4 separate regions of the Mus musculus genome follow, and regions 1, 2 and 3 are each linked to region 4. Evidence: chromatin contacts called from public HiChIP or PLAC-seq and Micro-C data. All regions are on one chromosome and are shown on one strand. Each heading gives the region's core, a stretch centred on a gene start, on an enhancer-like site or on the middle of the called end of the contact. The rest is flanking DNA. Distances are from core to core; before and after follow the strand shown.

Region 1 (2,935 bases), core at 188-2,687, 530 kb after region 4:
AGATAAGATCTTAGTGTATAAATGACTGGTGTAGGCTCCGAAATACTTTGGCCACACGGATGTCTCAGCTGAAGCTGTGTGACCATCCTGAGAGGAGTGAAGATATTCTGAGGAGAGACACGTGTGCCCCTCCTTTTGACTAGTGGACTAACAGGATAATGGGCCCCAAAGAACTAGATTTCCTCAAGAGTCTCACTGGAGAAGGAAGAGATTGGGTTTCTGGGTGCAAACCATCAGGAGAGCTTGGTTCTTAGTTCTGACAACTTGTCAGTTTGCTTTGCAGGACCAACCAAGATGTGTTTACCATGGGCAAGATCACACCTTGAGCCTTCTACTTATGTCAAGGCTCCAAAGATAGACTTAGGGGGTTTACTGAACCAGCCCCTTAGTTCTTTTTCCTAGTGCAGTCTCATTGAATAAATTTCTTTCACTGTTGTCTTTTTTAGCTGTGTTATGGAGGACAGGTAGCTTGTTAGGGCGGCCAGAGTCCAGGCTTCATTAACTGCAGGACATCCCTGGTTTGTACCATTTGGTGGCGCCATTCTCAAGGCTGTACACTTTTCTGTTCTAGCACTGAAGTTGATAAGGCTCTGGTGAGAGACCCTGAGTTGGAGGAACCAGTTGGGAATTTGTACGCAGGGGCATTCGATTCGGGGAATATATCTATCTTTAATGAGTAAATAAATGTAACTCTGTAGGTTCCGCGATGCACACTCTGTAGCAGCAGATTTCTCTCTGGCTTGTGTTCTGAGAGCATCTGTTACACAAAACATTCAAGGGAGCACTTAGGGGTGCAGCGGGAGGATTGCGACCGTGACAAGTATGGATGGTAGTGAGACTAAGAAGCAAGCAAAAACAATTTTAACGCTGTATATTGAGGAGCCCTGAGGAAATAGTTTCTTCCTACTCTTTACCGTTTAAGGTGGACACGCGGCAAAGGCACACTCGGGAAGAGATGACGTCATGCAGCTTAAAGGTAGCTCGTATTTTCACTTTTGTTATTTCTCTTGAGACACGTTCTCAAGGCTGGCCTCGAATTCCTGATCCTGCTGCCTTCATCTCACAAATGTTGGGATTACAGACGTGTGCAGCCATGTTCTGATAGGTAAGATTTTCTCTTCATTTCTCGCAGTTTGAGGAGGTAACAAAACTTGCAGTAGTTTCCATCCTCAAGCGCGGCCTATCGTTACCATGGAAACGCTTATTGAGTTAGGTCCTTTCACTGAGTCTTCGGTTGCTTCTAAAGTGCGCCCGCCCTAGGACGATTGGTTCTGCCCTGACTGAATGGTTTGCCTGCAGTCACTGATGCGTTCGGAGCAATCTTGATCCCTGTCGGACGCCGTCACCGGCTCTTGCCTAGCTCCACCCATTCTGCGGGCCCGCCTCTCCAGCCCGCCGCCGGAGGCCCCGCCCCTACCTGGAGGCCCCGCCCCCATGAATCAGCTGATCTCGCGTACCCGCGGTGCAGTCGGGCTCGCGCCGGGAGAAGAGCGCGGAGCTGCGGGAGCGTCAGGTGAGCCCGCGCGGGTCCGGGCGGTCCTTGGGTTCGAAGGCGGGTCGGCGGAGGTGCGGGAGCGCGCTGGGCTGGCCTGCGGGGACGGCGCCTGCCTGTGAAGAGCTCCGGACGTGGTGGCTCGGCCCGGGTCCCACCCTCCGGGTCCCAGCGCCCCACTGCCGTGGTCGGAGCTGTGTGGCATTCCTTCGGGTCCCCTCTTCCCGCCTCCACCCACGCTGCTTACGCCCATCCGCTCAGAGGGTTTTTTGAATGCCCACAGTGGGCGCCCAGCTGGCTAGACAGTGAACCTTGCTGAGTGTCCTAGGTGGGTTTGCCCCAGGATGCATATCGTGGGGAAAAGTGAAGGGGGGCGGGGAGGGTCTGTGGTTTGAAACAGCGTTTGCTGAAAATGAAAAGGACTTTGGTATTAATCAGTGGTAGTTTGACCAAATCCCTAAATGTATCAAGTCATCAAAGGAATCATCGTGAAGACAGGAAAGAACACTGGAGCGATCTTGAGGAAATGGTCCTCACATTGATGTTGGTCCTCCAGGTAACAGGGCTATTTGCAGACAAGCAACTGTAGATTTGTAGAGGCAAGCTACTGTTTAGTACTTCTGTGGTTACCAAAGAGGGAAAACACACTGGTTGAATTGGGTGGTCAAGAGCAGCACTTTCTTATAGATTAACTGACTGCTGTACCCAAATTAAGGTTGTTACTCTGTTGTTCTTATATTTGTATCTGTTTTTTAAATGACTGTCAAGGATAAACTTGTGTGATGTAGGTTTATTTGGAGCAGGTACAAAAATGCAAAAAAACAGTAGGCCATACTTTTTTGTTTTTTATCATATACCTGTATGTATTAGTGTTCTCTAGAGTCACAAAACTTATGAAATGTATATATTAAGGGAATTTATCATAGTGATATACAGTTTACAGTCCAACTAGCCCAACAACGGGAATGGGAAGTCCAAGAATCTAATAGTTGCTCAGTCCCACGAGGGTAGTTATTTTAGCTGGTCTTCTGGATAAGCTGGAATCCTGAAGAAGTAGGTTCCAATAGATTCGATGGCAAAGGAGTGCAGGCAGGCAAAGGAGAGAGAGCCTTCCTTCTTCCAATGTCCTTATGTAGGCCTCTAGCAGAAGGTGTGACCCAGATTAAAGGTGTGTGCCATTACCCCTGGATTTGGAATTTGCTTTGTCCCAGGCTAGCCTTGAACTCGGAGATCTGCTTGCCTCATTCTCCTGGGATTAAAGGCGTGTTCTACTTTGCCTGGGCCTAAGCTTTTCATGACCACTATGCCTCAAGACTTGTGTTGTCCCATGTCAAGATGTGGGTCAAAAGCCTGTGTAGTCTAGCCTCAAGATCTGGATCACAGGTGAGCCATCCATTTCTGCATTGTAGTTTGTTCCAGATGTAGTCAAGTTGACAACCAGGA
Region 2 (2,700 bases), core at 54-2,553, 650 kb before region 4:
GCTAACAGTTTAAGCATCACGCTTCCATTCCATTTTATCCAAAGAATTTAAACGGGAGTAAAAAAAATGTAGACACAACCTGTAATTCAGTATAAGCCCTACGGAAAACAAGAGATACTGGATTTGCATACCATGAGTTAATTTTTAAAGTGTTGCTTCACAAAATTTTTACATTTATCCCATGACCAGCTGGTTCTCATCTCACCAATGCCCCGCCCCACACACACTTCTCACCTTCCTACACACACATACACTGAAGTCCCTGGGCCAAACCAATCATCATGGGAAAAAAACTAAACCATGTGGTTCGTTTCCCTAATTCTTTGTGAAAATAGTCATAGTTCTTTTTTCCCCAAAGGAAAATTACCTATTCTAACGAGACCTGAGAAGGAAAGGCAGCTCATTATCAGTTTCCCATTCTCCACAGGGAGGAGAAAAAAAAAATGGTATTAACTTGCAATAAGAGACAGCCGTTCCACCATGCCCCTTTTACATTTTAAAAATGTTTAAACTTAAGGGTTAAGAATTTTTGTTTTGTCTTCAGGGTACATTCGCAGGAATGGAGAAGTGAGGCATTTCACTTTGCAGAAAAAGGACCCCTTAATAAAAAGGGGGTCCCTCGGAATTTGGGCAGGGGGTAACCTATCCCTCTGTCACACAAGCCTGCCATCGAGCAAGATCCCGTTAGACAGAAAACGCCACTCGCCACCTCCCCCGCCATCCGGAACACTGACAGGAGAGGACTGCGGGGGCGACGGGGCAGAGGCGAGGGGGCGGGACGCCACGCACCGCACGGCACCGCACCGGTCACTCGCACGGGGCTGCTGGGGCCTGGTGGCGACCCTCGCTCCCTGCAGCCGCCGCCCTCGCCCTGTCCCTACCCCGGCGCGGCTCCCTGGACCGAGCACCGCGCGGCCTCCCCCGCTCGCCATCGCCCCGCGCGCCCCTCACAGCCCGCGTCCTGCCGCGCCGAGCCGCGCGAGGGGCCGCGTCGCATCGCACCTGGATGTAGTTATTCTCGCAGTAGTCGGCCACCCGCTCCAGATTCGTGTAGCTGTCGAAGAGAGCCCGGCGGCCCCCCGGGATTTCCTCTTCCAGCAGCATCTGCAGCTCCGCCATCTTCACATCCTTCTCTTCCTCCTCCTCCTCCTCCTACTCCTCCTCATACAGCCCGCAGAGGCAGCGGCCGCGACGCCCGGGAGAGGAGGAGCAGCGGCGGACGCGGCGGGAATCGGGAGGAGCGAGCGGCTACCCCCCCACACACACCCTACGGCGCGCGACGAGGGAGGGGGCGGAGGGGAATGGAGGCGGGGCGCGAGCCGACGGGCCGCGAGGACGGTCACCGCGGCGACGGGCGCGCGCACGCGCGCTCCCCTCCACCCGCCCCCAGCGCCCGAAAAAGATTCCCACCCGCGCCGCCCCTCCCCCACTTCCGGCGTCTCCTAGCGACGGGAGGGCGGGGGCCGGGATGCGCGCGGGAGCGGGGCTCTGGGTTAACCCTTCGGCCCCGCGCGGCCTTCCTGGGTCTGGGAGTCCTCAGCAGCCTTTGTTAGCCGGGCGGGAATGCACCTCTGCTCCCTGCTGCTTCACGCCGCCGCCCCCCATCTTCACCTCTGCACTTCACCCGGGGCCGGAACCCTGCGGAGGTCATCTGCCTGAGGAAGCTCGCCTAGGGAGAGGACACAGTGTCTTCACAAGCTCTGTGAAAGATAACACCTCATCCGAACAGGCAGAGCCACTGAACTTCCAGGCAGCTCTAAATACCACCTTGAACCTCATCGGCTTCTTTACAAATTGCAGTTACCTAGTCCCAAACCTATTCGTTCGTTCATTCATTCATTCATTCATTCACTCCCTTCCGTCCCCTGTCCTGTCCTCTCTTTCTTCTTGGCATGGTCTCCTGTATAGACCGGGCTGACTGGAATTACAGCCACATGCTGTGGTTGCCCAGCCTGGGCCTCCTCCTCACTTCACTTTTTTTAAAATTTCGATGGTGGTTTTGCTGGTACTATTTTATTTATTCACATGGTTGTAGCATGAATAAGATTAAACGAACAATGACAAACGTGCGTTTTTTTCAGATTAAGTACTACAAATTCAAGGACGTTCATCCTGGTCTTGTTATCCAGATATCTAATCTTTTTTCATAAATATGATTGGCCCACACCGTGAAACTTGAAAAAAATAAATAAAACTGACACCTTCTGTGATATCAAGACCACAATCTTTGTTAGTTCTGTGGAAACCCAAAGGGCACCCACCATCTTAGAGGGGTTTAGAGTTTAGGATTTGTGGTTTCAACTTTTATTGCTCTTGCTGTCACTTGGCCTCCTGTGATCAAATTTCAGATGATGAGGGAACGATTATACATTCCTAGAAAAAAATCAAATGCACTCGCTCACATATTTGTGGAGTAAACCCTGTGTTGTTACGTTGGCTTTATGATAAATACATTACCAATATGCGTGAGCTTTTGCCGCAGAGCCTAAAACAGTATTTTTAAATGATGATGTGGTCCACCTGGATCTATTGTTCAGCACTTTAAACACCTGTCTTAGTGTGAATGTTCTAAGTGTGAGAAGCTTGTTAAAAACAAAAGGGAGAGCTGGGGTTTGTAGCTGAGTTTAACTATGTGTGGAAAAAGAAGAGAAGCCTAAAGTGTGTGGAGGGGGATAGTTATGTATAGACACATGCACTTGT
Region 3 (2,935 bases), core at 316-2,815, 790 kb after region 4:
AAATCCTTAAAAGTAAATTATAAAGTAAAAAAATAAAGAAGCTTGCTGAGGCTTGGTGGAACATGCCTTTAATTCCAGCATTCAGGAGGCAGAGGCAGACGCAGGCTGATCTTTGTGAGTTCTAAGCCATCTAGGGATACCAACATAGTGAGACCCCATCTTTAAAATATGTGTGTATGTATTTACTCATAAATGTGTGCATATATATGTATATATATATGTGTGTGTGTGTATGTATATATATATGTGTATATATATATATGTATATGTATATATATATATATATATATATATTTAAGAAACCTGTATTCCTAAACATAATGATGAGTACTTCAGTGTAGTCCCTTGCAATTGTACCTAAAAAGCTAACCACAATAAAGCTTTATAAATAATCTAATTTGTTGCATAATATAGAAGTCATACCCAGGCCTTTCATTTGAAAGGTTAACACTTTAAATGGACACCAGAGGGGCTATGTATTTACAAGACTTGGGTTTTGCGTTAATCGAGGTATTCAATGGTCTACTGTTACAGGAAATGCCGACAAAAACAAAAAACCTACCAATACTCTTTGTTAGGCTTCAAAATTACAGTAATTCTCAAGGTGATCTTGAAATCTCATAAAACCTTAACAAAGATCATAGCGAAGCACACAGCTTAATCCAATTTTCCAAACTTAGTATCATGACTCATGGTTTCAACAAATATTTACGGAGTGCCAAGCACTGTGCTATGCAGGTGCTGTCACAAATCATGATCAAGTTTGGAGGAAAGGTATTTGACATAACAAACCCACGAGGGGAAAACAAGACATCAAATGTAAACACTGAAGACAAAACGAAGCCTGGACATTTAATTTGGAAAAAGGTCCCTTCGACGTCTCTGAGCAGACAGGTCTGGGGCCAGAGTGTCTTCAGCTTGGGAAGTCGCCAGGCCTGTGTGCGCTACCAAAGGTAAGAGCTGGGGGAGCGGGGCGGCGGTAGCTGGGTTCCTGCACCTGGCACCGCTGCTGGGCACCCGGGAGCCCCGGCCCCCCCGTGCGCTGGCACAGAGACAGAGAGCGGGAGCCGGCGTCCCGCAGACTCCAGCGGCTGCTCGGCCGGCCGTGTCAACTCCGGTAAGGAGCGGAGGCGAGGACTGGCCTTGTAGCCTTCCGCTGTGCACCTACCGACCTGCGTTCCCTGTCGCTCCCCGGGTCCCCACACCATCCCGTGCTGGCCTGCCTCCCCTCATTACCTAGGCGGTGACCAAGGCCAGCGACTCTCCAGACAGCGGGCGCTGAGGGGAGGCGACACGCGCGAGCCCCGGGACCTGCCTCGCGAAGGGGCGAGGCGAAAACACTAGGCCGGCTTCCAGGGTGAGCCTCAAGGCACAGAAGTGCAGCACGGCCTGGAGAAGGCCGGTCGGCCTGGACTTCTGCCCTAGCCCGGGGCAACCGGCCGGGACGGGATTCGCCCCACCCCAGCGGGGTCGGGGCCCGCCGCTCCGCCCCACCGCGCCTCCAGCTTCTAGCTCTGGAGTGAGGAGGCGGGGCCCTCGAGCTGTAGGCGGGACGGAAAGCAAACTACAGTTCCCAGAAGGCTTTGCGCTAGGGCCGCAAAGCCTGTTGGGAGAGTGGGTCTCCTTTTTAGCTTCCCTAGCTGGGTGGGGGCTGCCATTGAACCGGCGTCACTGCAGCTCCAAGGTCGCCCGGTGATGATGTGAGAGCGCCTGCCAGTTCCTGCCACGCCCGGGGGGGTTAGCTCGGTGGCGGCGGCGGCTGCTTCAGATGCTGCTCTCAGGCTGCCGCGCATTAGGGGCTTCTTCCTGAGCGAGTGTGGGCGGAAGAGCGAGGACGCCGGGCCATTCCCGTGAGTAAGCTCCCGCGTGCGATTCGAACTTGCCCTTGTCAACTTCTCTCAAAGGCAGAGAAGCCTTCCTGTCCCGCGTCCCTCTGGTCCCCAGAGGTCACTCACGGAAGGATTCCGCCCCGAGATGGGAAAGGGATGTTTCCCAAGTGTGGGTGCAAACTGATGGGAACTGGGCGGTAGCCTCCGGGATTCACCCTATCTGCACCTCTGAAGATTGGCAGCTTCCCATCCTTTGCCAGACAGAGTCCATCTGGAGCTCTGTCGTTTTAGGATGAGTGGCTTTAGTGTCTGGACGTTAAACCTTAAGCTCTCGGTGGCCATCTGTGATGCAAATGGGAGGAAAGGACACTAGAAAGAGCTCTTTCTTTATTGGGCTTTTATTTGTAATTGATTTGGAACCAAACGCCACATGTCTTTTTAAAAGAAATAAGGAAGACAGACAGACAGAAAGACTTTTGGTTGAAGCAAAAAGAATGAATATTGGCAGTTGTGTTTTCCAGTGCCAGCACTTCTGAGTCCCAGACACTTTTTTTTTTTTTTAAATCACAATTATGGCAGTGAAGTCAATTACCTGCTTATGCATCTTTTTCTGCATCAGGAAAGATGGTAATATTTCGCTGGAAATTCACTTAGCTTATGTAAGGACCACTGAACAAAATGAGCTAGACTCAGAGTTCTTGCTCTACCTTAGTAAAAATGTTTGTGACCTTTCAAATCTTTGCTGTCCTGTTAAAAGTCTGAGCTACAGTGAGCTCCAAATAGCATATTAATGGTGGTGACACTTGAAAACGAATTGTGAAGGACATTTGGTGGTGGGAAAGGGCAAAATTAAAGGCACTTTATCATCTCGGCCACTCTCCAGCTTTCTATTTTTAAAATTAGGTAGTATCTGGCAAGCCTCAGATGTTTAACCAGCACATACATACCTATGTGAAAGACAGTGCTCTTACCCATACCCATTTTTACTGATGTGATGATGTACACGGTTCACCTAACCACGCACATTGCTCACTAGTTGCACTGGAGACTTTCTGTATCAAGTCGAGATTTACACCCATACCTGCTTTGCCTCAAAGTTATGAACC
Region 4 (3,031 bases), core at 143-2,642:
TAAGAATTCATTCCTGAAATTTTCTAAAAGCAAATCACAGAAGACTGTTGCTTGAAAATAACTGCAATGAGAATATGAGTTGTTTTTTTCTCAAGGCGATTGAGAAGTAAAGAGGAAATGGCCAAAGGAAAGGGGAGTAGCATTTCCTTTCACACGTTAGGAAAATGTCAAAGAACTTTCAGGAGTCAAATCTCCTCGAAGTCTGATGTGAGGTCAAAATTGTCTCAATGACAGGAAAACCAACAGACGCCAGATGACTAATAGAAAAGTTATCAAAAACACTTCTGTGCCCAACAGTAATTCCAAAGGGATACAAAGTTAAGAATATCCAGGATAAAGAGACAGAGAATAGTTAAGATTCTTGGGAGCAAAACAATATTAATGATGACATCAACTGTGTTAGTATACACTGTTATCAAGATTCTCACACAGTGACTTCCTCAACGTTTACTCTATTCATCAGGTAACATTTTTTTTCAGGTAACATTTTTAAATAACGAAAAGTAATGTGGATTCCCAAAGAGTGATCTAAATGTAAAAATAAGGTTCAATCAAGTGTGTGTCTAGTTGTTCTTTTTATTGTAAACCAAATCTGCTTCTTTCCATCAAAGTAAAAAAACCACCTTTATCTCCAAAAATCTAATAGACAGTTCACTAGTGATTAAAATATTATTTTTAATCCTTGCATTACCTCACAGCTAAAAATGTCAAGATACCACACCCAATATGTCTTTTTCCCCCCGTGGGGGAGGGGTCAGGGAATACGGGAGTAGGGACGGGAAACAACACGCAAACACCGAAGGTGATTTCCCTGGCTGGCTCCTCCACCCGGATCCGAGAGCACACGTTGCGAGGGGAGAGCACAGGGCTCGGCCTCTGCAGGCTCTCTCCCTCGCCACCCACTGGAGTAGGAGCTGGGACATACCACCTAGGGCTACTCACCAGCCGTAGTGCTGACCAGCAGGACGGCCCATAGCAGCCAGGGCACCCGAAAGGGCCGATGCAGCGAGGAAGTCATCCCTGGGCCAGCAAAGAAGCAGGAGGGCAAAGAAAAGAAATCTGGAAAGTAAATTCGGGCGGAGAAATCCGGCTAGGAGGCTGCTCTTCGTCTGATTTATCCTGCCCGGATTACAATGCAGTTTGAAAGGACAAATGGCAGATGCGAGGACCTAGCTAGTAGAGCTCTCATTCCACTGCAGAATTTCCCTTCATTTCGCTCCCTCGTGGCTGGGGGGCTTCATTCGCCTAGGACGGGGTGTCTCGGCTCCCCAAATTGAAGGCATGTCCATGGGGAAGACGCAGGGAGCCCAGAAGAAACCCCTGCAATTATTTCCCTCGTAGTTTCACGATATCAAAAAAATACCCAGATCTGGGAGAAAACATATCCAGAGTGCCGGGGGGGGGGGGGGGGGGAGGGCGGGGACTCGATGGGAGCACTGAGGATCAGAACAAGTTCCCGACCGCCGGGAAGGGCGAAGCGGGGCAGGCAGCGGCGCCCGGCCGCCGGAGTAGCATCGCTCCGTACTCCGAGGACAGTGGGGTTCCTTTTAAAGTTTCGCTTCGTTGCTTCCTTCACTCGGATTTCGACATCAACAAATCCTTCCCACCGACTGGGTCGAAAAAGGTGCCTGCTTCCATGGGCGAGTCCACAGCTTCCTCGGAACAATCGCGCGAGGGTCGCTCAGGCCGGGCCTCGGGGCGCGGGGGAGGGGAGGGTCGCGGCGACGCGGCGAGCCCGGGCGAGCGACACGCGGGGAGGTGCGGGGCTGGCCCTTCGAGGGCGCTCCGCCCGCGGCCTCGCTCTCGGCTACTCCAGCCCCTCGCTCTTGCCTGAAGTAAATTCCACCATGAAAACCGGGTCTCCTCCCGTCGATGGCTTGCGGGAGCGAATCACAGCCCCTCTGGAGAAAGCCGCCGCCGCCGCCGCCGCCTCGTTCTCCGCAGCTCTGGGCTCCGGGCGGAGCTCGGGCGTCGCGGGCCGAGGGCGGGGGGCGGCGGGAAGACGGACGTAGGTGGCCGAGGAAGGGGGTGGGCAGCTGAGCTTGCGAAACACCCCGAGCCCCTCCGGGAAGCACCTCCAGCGGTTCCAAGCAGACCAGACACAAAGGGGGGAGTCGCCGCAGCTGCCAGTCTGAGGCGCTCCCGGTCACCGGAGTCGCCCCGCCCCCGCCGCCGCCTCCTCTCAGTCTCCGGCTCTCCAGCCGACCCCTGTCTGTCTCGGGCCTGTGGTGCAGCGCGGGCGGCGGCGGCGGCGGCGGCGGCGGCGCCACTGAGCCGCACTGCGCCTGCGCGCCCGCGGCCCCGCCCGGCCCCGCCCCTCACTCCCAGGCTTGCTGGAGAGTGAGGCCCTCGCGCGGCGTCTCTCGCCTGGGCGCCCAGTGCAGGGAAGGGTTGTCGTGGGCTGCGGGTGGGCAGCCTAGGTCCCTTTCCTCACACAGGCGAACGCTCCGCACGTGGACGCCGTGCGATCTGTTCAAGCGTGTAAGGGAGGGCGGCCACAATCTTTTGTTTAACGTAGGTTAAAGGCTACCCGGGAAGGTGGGCGAGAAGCCTCGAAGGCACGCCGTCGTTGTTGGTGGCGGCGGGCGCATCCTCCTCGGTTTCCCTGAGAATCCCGACCGAGCCGCCTTTCCCAGGAGCCGAGACCCGGGCCTCGTCGGGTCCCCCTCCCGTCGCGGCCCAAACAAAAGCCTCCTGCCTCAGTCATGAAGACCGCGAAGCTGACGTGTGTGCGCTAGTCTGGGTCGGGCTTTCCTCGAACAGCCATCCCCGGGGCCCTCTTGGATGACAAGGCTGCTGAGCAATTGCGAGCACGCGAGACCGGAGAGAAAACTTAAGATCGCACACGCCGGCCTGCTGTGCGTGCGCGTCTCCTGCTCCGCCCGCACCTCTCCTGGGGAGGGTTTTATTCACAAAGGCCCGAGGGTCTTTGCAGGGCCTGTTAAAGGAGAACTGCGACGCAGTGTAGTTGCTTCTAGGTATGGAGTGTGGTCCTAGCTCCTCACTCATCGAATAGAGACAGTCCCGCCAG

What was found. A called contact is a pair of places that touch in the nucleus more often than the background predicts. HiChIP or PLAC-seq counts read pairs in DNA pulled down with a chosen protein or histone mark.
Region 1: a Micro-C map of embryonic stem cells shows a contact between it and region 4, with 4 times the contacts expected there. The contact joins the promoter of Als2 here to the promoter of Bmpr2 in region 4. A contact is called at or near these places in 2 of 39 promoter capture datasets (hippocampal neurons and pre-B cells), 5 of 484 Hi-C or Micro-C datasets (LSK cells, embryonic stem cells and uterus), 2 of 115 datasets of contacts at active chromatin or transcription factors (astrocytes and embryonic stem cells) and 2 of 9 other capture datasets (adipose tissue and liver).
Region 2: a Micro-C map of embryonic stem cells shows a contact between it and region 4, with 5 times the contacts expected there. The contact joins the promoter of Abi2 here to the promoter of Bmpr2 in region 4. A contact is called at or near these places in 4 of 484 Hi-C or Micro-C datasets (embryonic stem cells and rod photoreceptor) and 1 of 115 datasets of contacts at active chromatin or transcription factors (extraembryonic endoderm stem cells).
Region 3: an H3K27ac HiChIP or PLAC-seq map of extraembryonic endoderm stem cells shows a contact between it and region 4, with 3 times the contacts expected there. The contact joins the promoter of Stradb here to the promoter of Bmpr2 in region 4. A contact is called at or near these places in 1 of 39 promoter capture datasets (neural stem cells) and 3 of 115 datasets of contacts at active chromatin or transcription factors (astrocytes, bone marrow-derived macrophages and extraembryonic endoderm stem cells).

What each region holds. Positions count from the first base shown.
Region 1 is chr1:59,235,733-59,238,667 of GRCm38.p6, reverse strand. Als2 (alsin Rho guanine nucleotide exchange factor) reads left to right here and starts at 1,437. Exons shown (of 34, transcript NM_028717.6): 1 at 1,437-1,513. Gm33667 (predicted gene, 33667) reads right to left here and starts at 1,313. Exons shown (of 2, transcript NR_168353.1): 1 at 915-1,313.
Region 2 is chr1:60,408,222-60,410,921 of GRCm38.p6, reverse strand. Abi2 (abl-interactor 2) reads right to left here and starts at 1,303. Exons shown (of 12, transcript NM_001198570.1): 1 at 1,003-1,303. The coding sequence starts at 1,119.
Region 3 is chr1:58,972,152-58,975,086 of GRCm38.p6, reverse strand. Stradb (STE20-related kinase adaptor beta) reads right to left here and starts at 1,565. Exons shown (of 12, transcript NM_172656.6): 1 at 1,237-1,565. It overlaps Trak2 (trafficking protein, kinesin binding 2), which reads left to right and starts at 1,605. Exons shown (of 16, transcript NM_172406.3): 1 at 1,605-1,850.
Region 4 is chr1:59,762,640-59,765,670 of GRCm38.p6, reverse strand. Bmpr2 (bone morphogenetic protein receptor, type II (serine/threonine kinase)) reads right to left here and starts at 1,392. Exons shown (of 13, transcript NM_007561.4): 1 at 943-1,392. The coding sequence starts at 1,018.